Linked DNA regions of Zea mays: all the other regions are linked to region 1. The links are chromatin contacts, called in public Hi-C maps. All regions are on one chromosome and are shown on one strand. The core of a region is the stretch at or near the end of the contact, and the rest is flanking DNA. Distances in the headings are between cores, read along the strand shown. Region 1 holds the start of LOC100280613. Region 2 has its middle 37 kb from the start of LOC100274364. Region 3 holds the start of LOC100274364 (putative protein kinase superfamily protein).

Region 1 (4,193 bases), core at 921-3,420:
TCACACAACAAAACCATTTCTTCTGCAAGCACAAGAACACAGTTAATGATAGAGTTGAAAAGGTCATAGGTTTTTAAGAGATGAAAATGGTGCTCGCTCGTCATCAGGTGGAGTTCAAATAAAGAAACGCACCGTGCTTGGCTTTGCAGCATAAGATTCCACCCTCTCAGTCCTGGTGTCCTTGGAAGGTGACTCAGTGTCTTGTCCGTTCCCACCCTTCTTCTCGTCTCTGGCTTTGTTGAATATGACAGTGAATCCGTCTGCGGAAGCTGGATCATTAACATCCCAATCGCCAAACTTTGGCAAGGGGCGGCCTGATTCCTCCTGGTAAAAGCGCCATTATCCATGTTAAAAAGTAGATCTACTCGTCATTTTGTGCTTGAGTGGCGCAATACTGAAGCACTAGATCACGTCATAAACTTGTGCCCAAGCAATTTCTATGGTATGCAAGATGTTGGGGTTGTGGTTCCACTAAATATGCAGGTGTCCTAATGAGGGGCAAATGCAGCTATTAATGAATATTCCATCATGTGCAGGAGTCTTCATGCGGAGAATGATGGTACAGACAAAAAAAATCAGAAAACAGGAGTATATACTTGCAGTAATCATGAATTACGTATTCTGATTACATAGCATGCCAGCATGGGACAATATTAGTGGCTCAACATTCATTAGCACCAAAGACATATTATGTAACATAGTTATTGACCTGTGAGTTGTGATCTCTTGACAACTAAGTTGAATTAGAACATATATTCCTTATAAACAAAAAATCAGAACATATATTCTAGAGATCAAACTAGCATCAAGAAAAGAGTTGGCATGTCAAGTTGTTAACAGTTTCCAAAAAAAAAATTCATGACAGCTTTCATGGGAAGATTCAGCTGCCATGCTGATATTCCCAGGCATGATTCAACCGATAGCCCCTTAAAAACAGGAATTAGGTACACCACCCTTTATATGAAGGATAGGCTGCAGAGTCATTATTTCTGTTCCTAACAGATAAATTGGTCGGTTAACTACAATACAAAAAAAAGGGATGTGATCTATCAGTGTCTTCCTAAAATGAAAAACCATGGTTCCATTATCAAACCAATAATCAAGTTCCACAATGTTCTTAGCAGTAACCAACAAGCATGCTATTCAGAAAAAAAGAACACCAAGTCTCCAATGAACGCTTTAGTGAGTAAAGTAGTTTTCTAAGTGTACTGGTAAGGGAACGGGCCTCTTTGAGTGACCATTGGCCTGCATACGTGCATAATCCCGCATGTATATTCATGAGCGTTTCTCCGTAGTCGTCCATCTCCGTCCATTTGGCTTTCAGACTTGCCATAGCTTTAACAACAGAATAACAATCTAATGTTGGATCAATAAAACTACAGCCCATGGCCATGGCCATAGCCACAAGCCCACGAGTAGCAGACAAAAGATTTGAACGAAACCACTTAGGCTATGTTTCCGTTTCAGCGTCTTCACGGCAACAGCTATAGGCTGGGCTGCTAATTCTAATTGACTGCGTTGTAGTTGCAGTGAACATGGAATCCGTTATGAAACTCCCTGACCGAATGCAGAGCAAAGGCGTGGACTCCGCTGACAATCACAGGCCCCGATACAAAAACGCCAACCTACCCGACCCGGTACACATAGTTCTCCCGAGACTTTAGGATACACGAATCAATCAAGCAATCTTGTGAACGCAGCTCAACCACACGAGAAAGAAGCATCCCACTAGTTTTCCTAGACCTATCATATCGAGCGCATACGTCCTCGAGGAGAAAGAATACTCGGCCAGCCCACCCGGCTTTGATGCCAACCAACAGGAGAAACAGATCCCCGCCGCTCGAAACTAGCCGGACCGAGCTTTCAACACAAGACGAGCTCACTTCGACCAAGGACAACGAGCACCGATTCCACAGGCTAACATCGCCGGGTGTGGGCGGAATATAGATTACAAAAAGAAAAAAGAAAGAAAGAAACGCCAGCCAGAGGCAGCGCAGAGCCTTGCACGTACCGCCATGGGTGGATTGCGCAGAGCAGGGGTCCCGATCCGGGGGGAGGGGTGCTCGGGCTGCGCTGGGTAGAGAGCCTCCTCCCCTTTCTCTGTGCGGTTGCGGGTGGGAGGGGACGAAGAGGAGGAAAAGTCAGGCACAGGCACAGCGGAGATAAGAGCAGAGGAGACGAATCGCTGTGGAGAATTGAAAAAGAAAAGGAAAGCTGGTGACGGAGAACTTGGCAACTTGTACTGAGTCGAGTGGTGGGAGGGGGAGTGCTGCGCCTAAAAATCGATTGTACCCGGCGGTTATCGAGGGGCCCGGGAAGCGTGATGTGAGCCGCGCCGCCGGTGGGGGCCAGTTGGTCAGACGTAGCGTGTGGGTGGGGGCAGGAGAAGAGGCAGGCAGCCGGCGGGGTTTTGACCGGTGCGGCGGCGGCGGCGGTGGCGAGGGGGCCGCACGTCGGTGGTGAGCCCGGTGGAGGAGCGCTTCGCTGGCGCTCGGAATCTCTAGACTGGATCGTAGCCTTTGTTTTACTTCCTACTGCTTGGGTGGGTGTGGGTCCCCGTGGCGTAATTCTTCTCTGCTTGAAATCAAAAAGAGATTTGTTGGAACTTTTGGCCCAAATTCGTCCCGTGGCGTAGCTCTAGAACTGGATCCGAGCTGGCGGGCGATGCGTCGAATGTCAACTGCGTAGGAATTATTATTATTATTTATTATTGTTAATTAGTTTATTGCCAATATGGTATGACAGCTGGGCATGTCATCGTGTGCCTAATACAGCGTCTGGAACCGGACAGAGCTCCGCCGCTGGACCAGGAAGCAAGATATAAAATACTGCGTGCGTTCAGACCTGACACTGGCCTCGGCGCTGTTTCGGCTTTTTACAGATTTTAACCACCAAAAAAGATGTTGGGGACGGCCAAACGATTAGTTTTCCGGTCAGCCAAACGATTAGTTTTTCAATTTGTTAAATATCATTCAAAATCAAAATAAATATATAATTCGTTAAGTTTGTTGAAATAGTAGGAATCTTTTACATTTTAGATTATGAATCCTATAGATAATTTTATCTTTCTCCGCACGTAATCTCAACGATACTTAGGCTGTTTGGTTTGAGAAATGATCTAGTACATCGTCTTCTCACTTCTCACTTTTTTGTTTGGTTTGTCGAATGGATTGAGTTGATCCACCATCACCTAATTCCTTATAGTTATTTAGTTAGTACTAATAAGAGGAATGAGGTCGTCCCACCAAATTTGAGTAATGGACCCATGATACACCATCATATTTTGGATAAAGTGATTCCTCAAACCAAATACCCCTTAGATTATCTCTACAACCATATTCTTTCCATAGTTAAATTGTTAGAAAATTTGATGAGAAAAAAGTTGAACCACCACACCAGTGCCGGCCGTGGAGTCAAGTAAACGGAACGGCACATCATATCATGTGGTGATAGAGATGATAATAAACTCTAGATTTTACACTACAAACTTTAAAAATCAAATCGGATTAGAATCAGATCCTATTACTATTTATTATTTAAAACTAAAATTATTTAAGATCCTAACTTTTTTTAAATGACATTTGGATGTTGATCCATTAACACCCTGCGGAGTGAGCGAACTGTGTAGCCTAGCACGCACGAGTAATTGCAAATTTGCCCTCCTGCTGACTGTTGGCAGTCTTGACGCGGACGCGGACTGCTCTCCCCCGCGCCTTTTTTTTTCTCCGCCATGAACTCCATACAGATCTCGGACACAACTCATTCATTATTGCCTTTTAAAGTTATAACTTGTCCATGCGTACGGATCAAACCCAAGAGGAAGAAGACGCTGGGAGAAAAATAATATTGGCTGCTGAATCTGCTGAAGGAACCACTTTGCAGGAGTTGGGTGTCGACATGGGAACCGTATGCGGAGTTGGCCTGCCAGATGCCCGGCTCCATGTATTTCTCGAAGCCGACCACTAGCATTTCAGCAGAGGGTTTTGTCTCCCATTTTCGATCCTTGTATTTAGCGGTGGAGCATGCTGAGACTAGCTCCAACAAGGAGCTCTAAAGGGTCATGTACCCTAAATTTAGAGGACGAGGACGTCCTCTACTCCCTCCAGCAACGTCCTCTAAACGGTCCTCTAAATTTAGAGAACGCTGCTGGATCCTCTATATGTAGAGTTTCTCTAAACGGTTCTCTATCTATT
Region 2 (4,193 bases), core at 729-3,228, 170 kb before region 1:
ACCCTTAAACACTGCCGAGGTGAGTAGGCGAGGGTACATTGCGAGGCCTTCACAAAGTTCCACTAGAGGAGAGAACTCGCTACGGTTCTGGGCCGAAAGAGGTATAGGAATCCCTTGTCCGAAAAGAACAGGCAGTCTGACCCAAGGACCTCCCTACACCTGCATCCTCCACCCCACTTGCCCTTTTCGAGAAAAGGTTAACTCACACTACCTTTCCTAATTAATCAGCCAAGGGCGTCCCATTCCACCCTTGTGCCCCTTTCCAGTTAACATAATAATCTTATAATGAATAGAAAAGAATCCATTGACAATAAATAGAATGATCAAGAATAATATGCATCTTAACACCCAAAACCACATAGAGAAATAGCAGATACTACACAAAAAGTTTAGTTGTGAGCAAGGTATAAAGTAGACCAAACTAGGGTAACCTATTAGGTCCCATCAAAATTAACCTGAGCATGTCATAGTAATAAATTGGAACATTATTGGGTAAAGAAGAGTGATCAAGCGCACAACTTGCCTTCAACGAGAGTATTTTCCACCTGCTGAGTACCGGGTTCCACAGCCACTTGCTCGTCTACTCGCAACAATACAAACAGACATGGTATAGGAGAAACTAGCATCACAACAAACATGAGCACAAAATACATAATAATGATCTATGCGTTGCTACAAGATCGTAGGTTCGAGAACGGCTAAAATCAGAGTTATAATGAATGATATATGAGTTTCCGAAGTTTTGTGTGCTTGGATAAGTTAAACATAGGCTAAACCAATTAAGTGTTTGATTTTGACAACATGTTACATAACAAAATAAGGTTACTAGATTGCAGTTAATATTTGTACGAACCTAATGCAACTGGAACGGGTTAAATCAGAGCTAAAATCATGAAGTTATGAATTTCCTAAGATTGGGACATTATTTTTGCACTAAAAATGATTTCTGCATTTAATTTCATTGAATTCTCGGTTGACTGGACTTTGGCCATGATTACAGGAAGGTTCAGGGGCTAAATCGCATGAAAAAGGACTTAGTTGTAATGCTTCTAAAACTCCCCTGGACGACGGGTTTATTTGCTAACTCATATGGGGCTCTTATGCAAACTAAACACAACGAAGGGGTATCAGCCGATCACAGCCATCCGATCGAAGCGCTACGCCCAGGTTAAAACCCCACCTAGAACTCACTCTAGCCATCGGATCACAAATCTATGGCCCACGGGGCGCACTCGCTTGCCCCAACCCCCAAACCGCACGATCCCAATCCGACCGCCTATATTCTATGAAGTGAAAGGGATACACCGGATCTGGTCTCCACCGCCCATCCCTCGATCAACGGCTATTGTACCCTTCCCCCAACCTGGTTGTCAACACAACAGCGTGGAAGCCACACCCCTGGCGGCGCAACCCGCTGGCATTGCCAATGCACCACCCAAGGACTCCCAACTGCTAATCCCGTAACTATTCGTAAATTACTGGGCAACGTGAACAACGGGGAGGAATCGTTACTGGAATTCGAGCCACACAGTGCCTGGTCCGCGAAGGGGGGTGGATTCGTGGTGGCGCCCAGCCTCCGACGAGGAATTGTCCGCAATCCGTTGCCTCCCGCACCCGATTGCTGATCGAAAAGCGTTCCCCGAGGCAAGGTGCACCACCCTGACCCGAACTCAGTCCTCAAAAGGCATCGTGATCGAGGTTCTATGGCAGCGCGTGTCTTCAACTCACACGACGGCGGTCACTCCTCTCCCTGTCTTTGGTGGCTATGGGTGAGAAGCTGATTATGCGGCACCCTCCCACATATATGGCCATGGCAAGGCGATTGAAACAGCCAGCTGGAGTCCGCCTGGTTCTCGAAGAGTTTGTTACAGGCGCACTCACCGTGGCAAGGAAGATCTACAGCAGCCATGGCTGATGGACACTGACAAGGGGGCCCATATGTTAGCACTTCATGATCACCATGGGCGCGCGCGATCACTGTCAGCGGGCCCTATCCATCAGTGCGCGTGTGACGGTGGACCGTGAGCTAGGTTAGGTATGGGCCTGGGGGGGGGGGGGTCGGCCCAGGTCCGATCCTCTTCTTTCCTTTTTCTTTTCTATTTTTTGTTTTGTATTTCTTTTCTAATTTCATTTTTCAGAATTCAAACTAACTTTAAATTTTGGTTTTGACTTCAGATTTAAAATGTTCAGTAGAAATGGCCAGGCGATTAGCTGTTGTGGTTCATGCCCTTAAAATATGACGTCATTATCTGCTGGGAAATATCTACCATATATATACAGATCATAAAAGTCTGAAGTATATTTTTTCCTAGTCAGAACTAAACATGAGGCAAAGAAGATGGCTTGAGCTGATTAAGGATTATAAATTAGAAATCCACTATCACCCAGGAAAGGCCAATGTGGTGGCAGATGCACTAAGTCGCAAGGCGTCCTGCCATTGTCTTACAGTGAGGACCCCTGACATCACATTATGTCAAGAAATGGAAAAGTTAAACCTGGAAATGATACAACATGGAACTTTGACTCAATTGAAGCTTGAGTCAGTTCTTCTGTAAAAGATTATTAATGCCTAAAGAAATGACAAGGGTATGAAACATATTCATGAGAAAATAGAAGCTGACAAAGCTAATTGCTTTATAAAGGATGATCAAGGCATAGTATGGTTTAATAATCGCATAGTTGTGCCTAAAGATACTGATGTCCGCCAACAAATTTTGGATGAAGCTCATCTTAGTCGATATTCCATTCATCCCGGAAGTACTAAGATGTATCAAGATTTAAAGCAGCACTATTGGTGGACAAAAATGAAAATTGAGATTGCACACTATGTGGCAAGATGTGACACATGTAGGCGTGTCAAGGCAATACATATGAAGGCAGCAGGACCACTGCAATCTTTACCTATCCCAGCCTGGAAATGGGAAGATATTAGCATGGATTTTATTGTGGGATTGCCCAAAACAGCTAAAGGTTTTGATTCTATCTGGGTTATCATTGATCGACTTACGAAGATCGCCCACTTTCTTCCCGTCAAAGTAAAGTATACAGTGGCCACATATGCGAAACTTTATACTGCTCGCATTCTCAGTTTGCACGGGGTTCCAAAAACAATTGTGTCGGATCGAGGACCACAATTTGTATCCAAATTTTGGGAAGAACTCCACAAATCTCTGGGTACTAAGTTGCTCCACAGTTCGGCGTATCATCCCCAAACAAGTGGACAGACTGAGAGAGTAAATCAAATACTTGAAGACATGTTGCGAGCATGTGTTCTAGAGTTTCCGCAGAAATGGGATGACTATCTGCCCTTAGCAGAATTTTTGTATAATAATAGTTATCAAGCAAGTATTAAGATGGCACCATTTGAAGCACTGTACGGACGACGGTGTCGGACACCCTTGAATTGGTCTGAACCAGGAGAAATGTGGTTTTTCAGGCCTGGCATGGTTAAAGAGATGGAGGAAAAGGTTCGACGAATCATACATAACTTGAAAGAGGCACAAGCTCGACAAAAAAGTTGCATAGACAAACGATGCCAACCCTTGTACTTTCAAGTCAAAGATTTTGTGTACCTGAAAGTATTGCCAATGAAGGGTGTGACCCGTTTCGGGGTAAAAGGAAAGCTTGCACCCCGATACATTGGTCTGTTTCCTATTCTTGAGCAATGTGGACCAGTGGCATACCGACTCCAACTACCTGAAACATTGTCTGCAGTGCACAATGTGTTTCATGTGTCCCAATTGAAGAAGTGTCTTTAGGTTCCAGATCGAACCATTGATGTGGGGGATGTTGTCTTAGAACCAGACTTGACCTATGCAGAACATCCTATTCGAGTCTTGGATCAGAAGGATAGGATCACCTGAAAAAGAACTCTTAAATTCTATAAGGTACAATGGAACCAACATACTAAAGATGAAGCTACTTGGGAGACTCAAGACTTCTTGGAAAAGAATTTTCCTGGGTTTTTAGCTTCATGTAACTTGTGAGATATGTACATTTGTTTGTAAAGACAGAATAGACCCCATACCACCCCCTGCTCTGTACGAAAATAAGGAAATAAAGATATGACGCGTTTCCTTTTCCACTACTCACCCTAGGACCTCAAATCTCGGGACAAGATTCTTTTATGGGGGGATGTAACACCTCTGGTGTTACAGTCATTAAAACTTGAGCATAACATCATGTGCATGGGC
Region 3 (4,193 bases), core at 725-3,224, 140 kb before region 1:
GCATTGTCCTTACCCCAGTACCACACATGAAACTGAACGTAGGACGGTAGGAGTATATTTCGTATGTAGACCAAATGGCTAAAACCATCCAATATTTTCATAAACTGAAAATGCAGATAAAGCAACAAAGTTGTATCAATACAGCCGTACATGCTTAGTATTGGATGGTTTTTAATTTGTATAGCAAAGCACGGGCACATACCTATATATCTTTTAATGTATGTAAATCTTCTTAACCTTTAAAAGATACTAACAAAAAGGTATAACGATAATTAATGTTTCTGCATCTTAATATATTTTATTATTATATGTTGACTCCGTAGCAACGCACGGGCATACATCTAGTATAGATATATATACAATACCTTCTTTGAATATATCACAAACATTGTCATGATGGGACACAGGTTCGAACCCCCCGAGCTGCTTATTCACCCGAATTTAAGGATCATACGCGGGAGCACCATTTCGGATGACGAATGCATTGTGGGGGGGGGGGGGGAGGAGACACACGAAGATTATTCACATTATATATATATAGACATTAATTTAATAAGATATTTATTCAAATATAATTATATTTTTAAAATTTTCAAATATTAGTATATGCATATTCCAAATTTTATTTCTTTCTAAAAACAATCAAACACGTGTTACGGTGGTAAGTGTTAAATATTTAGAGTGTGTTTAATTAGAGAGTCAATTAGAATGGAGCGACTGCATTCCAGTTTTGGAGAGTAGAGCCATTTTATTCCGTGTTTGACAAATAGAATAGAGCCACACTATTTTTTGTTTGGTTGAAAAGTAGAACAGAGCGGAGTCGCTCCTCTCTATTTGGTTGGAAAGCCATATGAGTGTAGAGGGCAGCAGAGGGAGAAAATCGCTCGCGTCTTGTCATTTTTGTAGAGCGGGAGCATTATAACTATTTATAATAAATTTTTATAAGTAGATTTCAGAAGTCATTCTGCTCCTCTTTTATTGGAAACGGAACATTCAAAAAATATGAATGGAACCACCTCATTCTTCTTCGCTTGTCAACTAAACACACTATGCAGGGGTGTGGGTTCGAGGTTCAAACCCTCCACTATTTCTTTTGCGCGTGTGAAGCGCTCGGTTATTCTAACTTAAATATACTAGATATAGACCACGTTTGGTTTAGCTTTTGATGGCGCTTCTGGCCGCCAGAAGCTAGAAGCCCAATCAAACACCTAGCTTTTGGTTCAGCTTCTGGTGAACGCGCGGCGGCTCGCAGCGGCTTTAGCACACGCCACCAGAATCAGCCAGGAGGCCGTGCCATGGAGAAGTTGAACGACTTCTCGGCTTTAACCATATTTAATTTTCAGTGTTTTAGTGATGCAGCACACATATATAGCAAGTCAATATGTCGACTTTAATCAGCTTCAGGCCTTTTAATTAAGTCTACGAAATGACTACCTATTTTTTAGTTTCTAACCATCCACTTTTCTCCACAACCAAATTACCAAACACCTAGATTCTTATCAGTCGGCTTCTCTTCACAGCCAATTTCTTCCTACAGCCAACTTCTCAGAAAAGGTCATCAGAAAAAAAAAGCTAATCCAAAGAGGGCCATAGAGATACAGAGTGTGTTTGGTCGCAAGTGAAAGCAAGTCGTTGATGCAATCTCCGTTCTCCGGTGACATTGCCGTCCCCTCCAAATTTTCCCACTAGCCGTGCACGCCGGTTCTTGACTTACATGTCCATCATACCATTACCATCGAGTCAAGTCGTCTCTCCACGGTCGGCCGTCTGACTGGGACCCTGGGGGCTGGGGGCCGGCAACAGCAACAGGGCCCTCCCGCGAATCTGACCCGTCCATCCGGTCAAGAAACGCGTCAGAGCTGTCGATCCGTTCCACACGGCATTCCACAACTGACAATCCCCCGCGCCCGCGGCCCCGCCATTATTATTAAAGTTCTGCTTCAGTGCTTCCAGTCTTCCACCACCCACCCCCACAAAGAAGCCGCCCCCCGAGTTGACGGCCATGGCGTCAGCGGCGAACACCATGCCAGGCAAGTCTGTTGTCCTCCTCTCGCTCGTCACGCTTCTCGTCGTCCTCATCTCCGCCGCGGAGAGCTACGACGGCCGGTATGCCGTCTCGCACTCGGCCATGGCGCGCCGCTCCCGCCTGGGGACCCGGCACGCGCATCACCGCCGGACAACGGTGCCGCACCGGTACGTGCTCGCGGAGAAGAGCAGCGCGCCCAGCGGCGGCGGCCCCAAGAACCACAGTTCGCCGGCGAAGGCCAACGCCAGCTCGCCGGCGCCGGCGCCTCCGGCCGCCGAGCAGACTGGCCGGCACCACCGCAGCCACAAGAACCGGGTGCGCAACTGGATCATCGGCTTCGTGGTGGGGTCCCTCGCCGGCGTCATCTCCGGGATGGTGCTGTCGGTGCTGTTCAGGCTGGCGCTCAACTGCATCCGCGGGCGGTACCGGACGCGGTCCGGCGTGATGATCTTCACCCCGAAGCTGATCAGGCGGCCGGAGCACCTCGCGTTCCTGGAGAAGGAGGACGGGCTGGCGTCGCTGGCCGTGATCGGGCGCGGCGGGTGCGGGGAGGTGTACAAGGCGCAGCTGCCCGTGGAGCGGGAGGGGGAGCAGCCGCGCTTCATCGCCATCAAGAAGGTCAAGAAGCACGGCGGCGACGCGCCCAGCAACAACCTGAGCGATGAGGAGAGCCGGCAGCTGGACAAGAGGTCCCGGCAGATCCAGTCGGAGATCCGGACGGTGGGGTACATCCGGCACCGCAACCTGCTGTCGCTGGCGGCGCACGTGCCGCGCCCGGACTGCCACTACCTGGTGTACGAGTACATGAAGAACGGCAGCCTGCACCAGGCGCTGAAAGCCGAGAACGCCGAGGCCGAGGACGGCAGCAGCGGCAGCGGCACCGGCGCCGGCGGGCTGTCGTGGCCCGCGCGGCTCCGCGTGGCGGTGGGCGTGGCGGCGGGTCTGGAGTACCTCCACGTCTCCCACCAGCCGCAGATCATCCACCGCGACCTCAAGCCCGCCAACATCCTGCTGGACGACGACCTGGAGGCCCGCATCGCGGACTTCGGGCTGGCCAAGGCGATGCCGGACTCGCACACGCACGTCACCGCGTCCAACGTGGCCGGCACGCTGGGCTACATCGCGCCGGAGTACTACCAGACGGTCAAGTTCACGGCCAAGTGCGACGTGTACAGCTTCGGGGTCATCCTGGCGGTGCTGGCCACGGGGAAGGAGCCGTCCGACCAGTTCTTCACGCAGACGGAGGAGGTGGTCGGCCTCGTCAAGTGGCTGCGCCGCGTCATGGAGGCCGGGGAGCACGCGCAGGCCATAGACCCCGCCATCGCCGGCGCCGGCTACGACGAGCAGATCCTGCTGCTGCTGCGCATCGCCTTGTTCTGCACCAAGGACGACCCCAAGGAGCGGCCCACTGCCAAGGACGTCCGCTGCATGCTGTCGCAGATCAAGACCTAGCCAGCTAAATCAATCACCACTAGCTATAAACTAATTACGAGCTCCTTCTGTGCTTGTGGAGTCGGCCGCGCACGCGCTCGAATAGGACGTGCATGATACATCATCGCATCTCCTGCCTTTCCCTTTGCTTGCGAGATGCGCGAGCTTTGGCATGGTCTATGGCTTATCCTGAAATATCAGTATGATTCATGTGTTCCTTTGTACAGTATCTTTGCTTGAAAGATTCGAACCATCTTCTTGTACAAGGGTCCAAATCCAATAATGCTACCTACTACTTGGTACAGCTCCCTCCTCTGTGCTAAAATATTAGATTGTTGGTTTTTTTCTGTTATTACTTCTCAGTTCTCACTAAATATTTTTTCTTTGTGTATAGTTTTTGCTTTGTGTTCAAAAGGCCCTTGTGTTCACTAGTACACACAGCCTCTAATCCTCTATAGTGGCGGTTCTAGAGACGTTTTCACTGGCGCTTTTCAGTGCCGCCAGTGCTAGGGGCCATTGGAAATCGCCATTTCCACTGGCGGTTATTCAAGAACCGCCAGTGGAAATGCTATTTTCACTGGCGGTTTTCTTAAGCAACCGCCAGTGGAAATGCTATTTTCACTGACGGTTTTATTAAGAAAACCGCAAGTGGAAATGCTATTTCCACTGGCGGTTTGTTTTATTTAACCGCCAGTGGAAAGTTTTCCCGCCTTTTTTAAAATTTTCAATCAGTACT

What was found. Hi-C and Micro-C count contacts between places; a contact is called where the count stands out from the background.
Region 2: a Hi-C map of leaf shows a contact between it and region 1, with 7 times the contacts expected there. The contact joins the enhancer-like site here to the promoter of LOC100280613 in region 1. A contact is called at or near these places in 4 of 25 Hi-C or Micro-C datasets (bundle sheath, endosperm, leaf and 1 more).
Region 3: a Hi-C map of leaf shows a contact between it and region 1, with 6 times the contacts expected there. The contact joins the promoter of LOC100274364 here to the promoter of LOC100280613 in region 1. A contact is called at or near these places in 4 of 25 Hi-C or Micro-C datasets (bundle sheath, ear, leaf and 1 more).

Annotation. Positions count from the first base shown.
Region 1 is chr9:40,828,705-40,832,897 of Zm-B73-REFERENCE-NAM-5.0, reverse strand. It overlaps LOC100280613, which reads right to left and starts at 2,170. Exons shown (of 3, transcript NM_001153531.1): 1 at 2,012-2,170; 2 at 133-324; 3 at 1-22. The coding sequence starts at 2,017.
Region 2 is chr9:41,002,171-41,006,363 of Zm-B73-REFERENCE-NAM-5.0, reverse strand. No RefSeq gene overlaps it. Among protein-coding and RNA genes, the nearest start is that of LOC100274364, 37 kb to the right of the region's middle. Within about 2 kb of position 1,978, at least 19 of the 20 cell types and tissues checked have an H3K27ac peak or open chromatin away from gene starts, as enhancers often do. A contact at or near this core is called in bundle sheath, endosperm, leaf and 1 more, where this site is marked.
Region 3 is chr9:40,965,008-40,969,200 of Zm-B73-REFERENCE-NAM-5.0, reverse strand. It overlaps LOC100274364 (putative protein kinase superfamily protein), which reads left to right and starts at 1,974. Exons shown (of 1, transcript NM_001148724.1): 1 at 1,974-3,682. The coding sequence starts at 2,003. The coding sequence ends at 3,478.